Regions from separate parts of the Sus scrofa genome. Here region 1 is linked to region 2. Evidence: chromatin contacts called from public HiChIP or PLAC-seq data. All regions are on one chromosome and are shown on one strand. The core of a region is the stretch at or near the end of the contact, and the rest is flanking DNA. Distances in the headings are between cores, read along the strand shown.

Region 1 (3,418 bases), core at 574-3,073, 660 kb after region 2:
GGGCGCCCAGGCAGATCCCGACGCCGGCAAAACGCTCCACACCCGCACCCTGCCGGGGGACGCGTCCAAGCGCACGGCTCGGGTGGAGCGCCCGGGTGGCCGCGGCGGCAGGAGAGGGGCGTGTTCCTTGCGCCGGCGGGACCCGGGAAGGAGGCGAGCCTAGCGCGCAGTCCCCGACGGCGGCTCTCGGCCCTCAATGCCGGCCAGCTGGCCTGACGACGCGCTGCAGCCCGCGCGCCCTTGCGGGGACAGGCGCCGTGCGCGCCCCACGGGGCTGCCTCCGTGCCGGCCTGGGCGCGCAAACTTTCTGGGCGAAAACCGCTCCAGCCTCTCCGGCGGGGACGCCGCGCTCTCCCCGGGGCCCACCAACTGTTCGCCCCCTCCCCTCCGTAGCCAAGACCCACTGAAAATATGGCGCCCTCGAATGTCGCTCCTCGGTCCCCTCGGGGGATCTCGAAATGCCAGGCTCCAGGACCCCTGGCTCCCGGCAGGCGCGAAATTTCAGCTCCTGAGGCCGAAGTAGGGGAGGGTGCCCCTCGTCCAACGCGAGGCCAGCGGCACTCAATCCCAATCCTCCCCTCGCTCCTGGTCCCTCAGCAGCCAGCAGTTTGCTTGCGGCGAGAATGCCAAGTAAAGGGGAGTCGTGGAATCAGCAGGTCTGAGAGTCCGGGACTGGGAAAAGAGCTCCGCACCAGCCGGCAGTCTTGCTTGGAGCCTGGCTGGAGACTTGTTTGCAAAGTGGCGCTAGAGTCGGGGCGACCAGTGCTGGAATGAAGCCGCTCCGCCCGCGCCAACTCTCCCGGCGCGGGGGCCCGGCCGGGGCCGAGGGGACACTGCGTGCAGGCGGGGCCGCTTTTCAAAGCCCAGTTACCGGAAACCTAGCGGGAGCCCCGGAGGGGACCGGCTGCTCACAGCTAGGTATCTGCTCGCCGGCTACGAGGCTGTTTGCAAACCGCGGCGCCCAGGTCCAGTGCAGTGAAACATAATGTGCAATAGACAGGTGCATTAATTTTATTTTATTTTTATTTTCCTGCAAAAAGCCCTCCTAAAACATCAAACCTGAGAGCTTTAAGGGGTTTTTTCTGCATTGCTATCACTCACGAGATGCAAAAGGAAGGGGTAAACCACCCACATTTTCCTTCTGTAGATGGGAGGGAAAAGACACGAGAAATTCATGCAACATGCATGCAGGTGGAGGAAGAGGAAAACCCGAGTGAGCCGTGCGCCTTACCGGGGAATGCATTTACTGTCTCATTGCAGAGCGCCTGCCCGGGAGTGCAGCCGGCGTCCCCCCGCGCGCCCGGCGACCGCTCTGCTCCCGCAGCCGCCTCAGCCGCTGCCGCCGCCGCTGGCTCCAGGCGCGGAACAAGAGCCGAGGGCGAGCGCGAGCGCACGGCCCGGGAGCGCCGGGAGGGCAGGAAGCGCGTCATCACTCGGGGACGGCGCGGCCCCGCGCGGCTCCGGTCCGGTCGCGGCGCAGCGCGGCACCGGAGTTGGGCCGGCTCGGGCGCCCTGGGTCCCCTCCTGGGTCTCTAGCCCGCCATCCGGTCTTAAGAGGGTCCGCGAGCCTAAGGGACGCGCCGGCCTAACTGTCGCAAAACTCGGGCTCTGCTTTGTAAGGGGGAGAGGGATGCACCGTCTCGGGGAATGGGGCCCCTGGGTCCGCAGAGCGCTTCCCAGGGCCGCTAGCCTACCTCTGGAGGAAGCGAGGTGCGGTTCCGACGGGAGGATCCTCATGGGCTGTGGCGTCCTATTGCGAAGCTTTCAGCGGGAACCCTAAGCGGAATCGTCCTTCTTCTCACGTGTTACACACGTCGACACCTGGGCAGAGGTCATTTAGTGATTTAGAGACCGGCTTTAGGAATGAGGGGCATAATCTATGAAATTCATAAGAAGAAATTTTCCTCCTGCCTACTGTGCCCTTAAATAAAGTCAATTACATACCTCTTTGATTTACACAGCCATTAGGAAGTGTTGTAGGATGGCCTGAAACAATTTGAAGTTATTAAGGAGACCGGGAGACAAATCACAAAACACTGTGTACCATATGATCCCATTTTTAAAACTATGATGTGTGAAGAGAAGCAGAAAAGACTGGACCCATAAACACTAAGACCATTAACATCTAGATTTTTGTAAGGTTGTAGGTGATTTTTCTTTTTCTGCTTAGTTCTAGTTTCTGATTTTTCTGTAAGGGACACGTTGCTTTTGTAATTCAAGAAAAAATTGTAATACAATGAGAGGTCGTATTTTTTTTTCAATCCTAGTATAAGATGACCAGGATGAACCCCTTTCCCCCCAAAATAGGTAGCACATCTCTTCGGTTACTCACAAATTAAACTGCTACAACTTTTTAGTGTTTCTCAGAGCATGAAATTGTTGTTTCTATGAATTGGAGATAATGTAAATTGAAACTATCTTGAAGTAGTCCACTGGGACATTGGATAAGGCTGGACACTCTATACAAACAATAGCATGTTCTCCTCCAGGTAAATGGACTTGATTTTATCACAACCATAGAGATCTTTACACCATTAGTGGACAGTAAGTGTAACTTATTGCAGGGAATAAACTTTATAAATCAAAAAGCACAGTCACAGAACCAATTAACTGGCAATCTGAGAAAGTTTTAAAGTTGGAGGGCACAGGCTGCTTTTTCTTTTTTCTTTTTTTTTTTTTTTCCTTTTGTCTTTTTAGGGCTGCACCCTCAGCATATTGAAGTTTCTGGGCTGGGAGTCAAATCAGAGCTGTAGCTGCAGACCTACACCACAGCCATAGCAACACCAGATCCGAGCCTCTTTGTGACCTACACCACAGCTCACAGCAATGCCAGATCCTTAACCCACTGAGCAAGGCCAGGGATTGAACCCACATCCTCATGGTTACTAGTCAGATTCACTACCACTGAGCCACAGCGGGAACTCCCACAGGCTGCTTCTAATTGCACAGGAAAAGGGGTTCTGTTCATCACATCTTTTAAACATTCACCAGTCTAACAGTAACTGGTGGTGGCAGGAAGCCACCTCAGGGCATGATTAAAAAATAACTGTTTACTGCTTTTTTTTTTTTTTTTTTTTTTTTTTTTTTTTTGCTTTTTAGGGCTGTACCCATGGCATGTGGAGATTCACAGGCTAGGGGTCTAATCGGAGCCGCAGCGGCTGGCCTATGCTACAGCCACAGCCACAGCAACGCAGGACTGAGCCGCATCTTCGACCTACACCACAGCTCACAGGAACACCAGATCCTTAACCCACTGAGCAACACCAGGGATCAAACCCACAACCTCATGGTTCCTAGTCAGATTCGTTTCCACTATGCCACAAAGGGAACTCCGTTTACTGCTTTCTATAAGAAATTGGTGGAGTTCCCATCGTGGTTCAGTGGTTAATGAACCCGACTAGCATCCATGAGGATGTAG
Region 2 (3,636 bases), core at 990-3,489:
AGAGGCAAGCACTTCAGCTAAAAAGATTCCAGAGGGCACTGGACAACACTGGTAGAGCTTCTGCCATGTGTGCATCACCCTTGAAACTATGTGGTAGTTGTCAGAGGCTGTTAGGTGGGGGTGGGGTGAGCCGGAGAGTCAGGGGTCAGCTAGCTCACTATACCATATAAAGCACTGAGCTATATATAACTCCCAGCTTATTTTCTGGATCTAGTGCCCTCAGATTGCAGACCCAAGCAAGTATCATCTTGCCAGGCAGATCTTAAGGACTGGATTAAGGCTTTCCTGGTGGGAAAGGAGGCCTCAAGTGTCTCTATGGTCCACCATCAAGCTCAGCCTACTAAGTACAAGTAGCATGGTGCCATTTTTTTCAAATTAGAGGCCAGGCCCTCTGTACCCTGACTAGACCCACTGCTGAAAACCAGGCCTTCCCACCCACCAGAAATGGCAAAAAGGAAGAAAGTGAAGAAAGCTAGGCATTCTGTTTGTACAAACCTTGGCGATGACACCTCAGAGGTTTTCTGTCACCAAGGAGGCAGAGTTCACCTCCAGAGTCCAATTTCAGTTGCTCTATTCTCCCAGTTTCTCACCCACCCCCCCTCCACCCCCTCGGGTGGGGGAAAGAAGGAGAAAAAGAGAGAGGAATGGAAGAAATAAAAATGAATGTGTGCAGTAGCAGTCGAAGGCAGCATCCAGTGCTCTCGGCCATGGCAGGCTGTGTGCAGGTGTCCAGCAGGAGGAGGTGACAAGAGAAGGTGACCCTCCTCCATTGCTCTTTAGCCCCTATGGTGACCCCAGATCGGCCACAACGGCAGGAGGTGAGGGAGGCAGTATGTGTGTGCACTTACATCGGTGGCCTTTTTCTCCGCCAGCTCCAGCTTCTCCTGGGCATCTTTGAGAGCCTCGGAATATTTGTCCAGTTCATCTTCGGTGGCCTTGAGCTTCTTTTGCAGCGACACCAGCTCATCTTCCAGCTGAGAGTTGGCCGTGGGGGACGGGGGCGGGAGGGGGGGGTGCAGCAGGCAGCGTGATCCCGCAGTGATGGGATATGGGTGCACAGAGCCAGAAGGACAGGGACAGCGGGAGAGAGAAAGGGAAAGACAGGGAGGGAGAGAGAGAGAGAGAGACAGAGTTAGCCATTCGTGAGCCGCGCCGCGCGCCCTGGGTACCTTGGCGGCGGCCTCATCGGCGGCCAGGAGGCTGTCCTCTGCCTTGTGCAGCTCCTCCAGCACCCGGTCCCGCTCGTCCTCCGACGCCCGCAGCAGCTTCTCCTTGGCCGCTATGTCCTCCTCGAGCTGGGGGCGGGGAGGGGGGGGGCGCGGGGTGGCGGCGGCGGGCGGGCGCGGGCGGCCGGCACGGACCGGGTGTTAGACACACACACACACACAACACACGGGGCACCGGGTTGGCTGGGGTCCTCTGGGTTTGGGGCACCGCCGAAGTGGGGCTCAAAGGCCTTTGGATAACTTCGTCTAGCCCCTAGCCCATTCAGCACCCCCACCTTCTCCGGGACAAGACTCCTGCCAAGGTTTCAGTGGACTCAAGTCCAACTTGGGGGTGCAGAAAAACGCTCCCGTCTCCTTAGACTTCGGGCCTATTGTTTATTCTGTCCCATCTTTGCTTTTAGGAAAAAACTCCAGGACTGTCCCGTCCCTCTGCCCCCGCCCCCGGCCCCGTCTCTATTCCACATAAAAGTTTTATTCTCTCCAGTGAAAAATCCAGAAGAACTTGTAATACTTTCTGGACTTGATTCCCTTCAAACGCATCCCTACGCCGATCCCAAACTGATTTCAGATCCTTAGAATCAAGTGCCTCTAGGACCTGAATGGACTTCGCGGGCTCTGGGAACCAGAGTAGGGAAATAAGCGTCCCCAGACGAGAAAAAGTTAGAATACGCCCGAGTCTCGCTCTTCCCCTCCCCCTTCTCAGAAGCCCAGGGCTGGGGGCGGCTCCCGGAGTCCTCAGGTTGAGGGACCGCGAAGGGGTGCCAGGCTCAGGTCCGGGGGCTCCCAGCCCCCGGCGGGCGCTAGGCTGGGGAGGCGCAGACCTGCTTGCTCCTGTCCTCTGCCGCCTTCTTATCGGCCTCCGCCTGCTCCGCTCGATCCAAGGCGTTCTCCTTGTCGAGCTTGAGCATTTGCATCTTCTTCTTGATGGCGTCCATGGTGGCGGCGGTAAGGGGCCCTGGGGCTGCGGCAGAAGCGGGGAGGCGAGCGCGCGGTGGAGCGGCCGAGCTGGAGTGCGAGTGCTGAGCTGCCTGCTGCTCCCAGATATGTACTTTCCCAAGGGGGCGACCGCATTCCTCAAGACAGCCAATACTTTTTTGGAAAAGCTTTTTTCTCCTGCCCCCTTTCCCCCTCTCCTCCCTCCGCCCCCCTGCGCCCTCCCCGCTGCTCCCGCGGGGGCCGCACGCCCATTCGCTGCCGCCTGCCGGCCTCCCAGTTGACGGTGGATATGACTATATATGGGGACCCGAGCAGCCTAGGCGGCTGTCGGGCGAGGCCTCCCGCTTTCCAAACCTGCGCGCCAGGGACTGGGCACCGGGGCCTCGCAGGGGCCGAGCCGGGGCGGAGGCGCTAACCTCTGCCTTCTGCCCTTCGTGCCCCCTCCTCCCAGAGCCCAAGTCCCGCCTTTAAGGTCCCTAGCCTAGAGTCTGGAGTGGCAGAAGGCCGGAGGGGGGTTGCAGACAGTGGATGCGCTTCTCCCTCACCTCTGCCCCGGCGCGTTAAGCATCAGGCCCCGGGGTCCCCGGCCCCTAAGCTCGCTCTGGGCACTGTTCCCCAAGGGTTCTCCTGGCAGCTCTCACCCTACTTGGTGTGAGCCAGGGCTTTCACGTTTTGGAAGTTCAACAGGAGTAGAGAAAGGAAGAGTTGAGAGGAAGGCCTGGGGGCTGCTCTAAAGACTTTCTCTGCTGGGTCAGAATGTCTAAGAATTTGTCTTATGCAGTGCCCTGTCCCAAAGGGGAGAGACAGTCGTATACTTTAGGGACATAGGACCCATTGACTCATCTCTGTGTGTGCCTGAGTGGGCTACTTTTGCAAAGGGTGGGGTGTATTTGTTGGTGTGTAGGTGGGTGGATGTGAGTTTAAAGGGAGAGGCCACTGAGTTTAGAAGCAGGGAACTTGGTCTTTGGTCTTAATCAGCAGCAGCTCTGTGACCTTGATAAGTGACTTAGTCGCCAGGCTGCAGTTTCCTCATCTTTCAATCCAGGGGGTAGATGAGCCCCAAGGTGCCTCCAGATCTAACTTTTTCTCCTTTTTCTTGCACCGATTTGAGGGAATTGGCCTCTTTCCATGTTAAGCACTGAGGTAGTAGGTTGCCAAAACATGGGATAAATGTTATCCCAGCCAAGTCATCATATCTACAGCTGTAACTTGGAGGGAACAGGCCCAGCTCTGTGTAGTAAGCTCTGCTTGGAGGCAGAAGCATTTCCCCTACACCTCTTACTCCTCCCAGCCCCCACTGGGAAAAAGCCTGCTCTTTTTAGAGCTTCGGTGGGAGGGGAAGAAAAGAGGCTGCCCCAAAGCCCTGCTTGAGTCTGGCTGAGGCAGAGCTGGTAAGGGTCTTGTTAACAGTCCCCACAGAATAATTCACAACCTGTACTACATGGATACCGAATATTCCCCGGACGGCATCTGA

The links. HiChIP or PLAC-seq counts read pairs in DNA pulled down with a chosen protein or histone mark.
Region 1: an H3K27ac HiChIP or PLAC-seq map of skeletal muscle shows a contact between it and region 2, with 2.3 times the contacts expected there. The contact joins the promoter of TLN2 here to the promoter of TPM1 in region 2. A contact is called at or near these places in 2 of 5 promoter capture datasets (fetal skeletal muscle and liver) and 1 of 2 datasets of contacts at active chromatin or transcription factors (skeletal muscle).

Annotation. Positions count from the first base shown.
Region 1 is chr1:109,678,840-109,682,257 of Sscrofa11.1, forward strand. It overlaps TLN2 (talin-2), which reads right to left and starts at 1,824. Exons shown (of 59, transcript XM_021094283.1): 1 at 1,695-1,824.
Region 2 is chr1:109,013,711-109,017,346 of Sscrofa11.1, forward strand. TPM1 (tropomyosin 1 (alpha)) reads right to left here and starts at 2,240. Exons shown (of 10, transcript NM_001097483.2): 1 at 2,048-2,240; 2 at 849-974. The coding sequence starts at 2,161.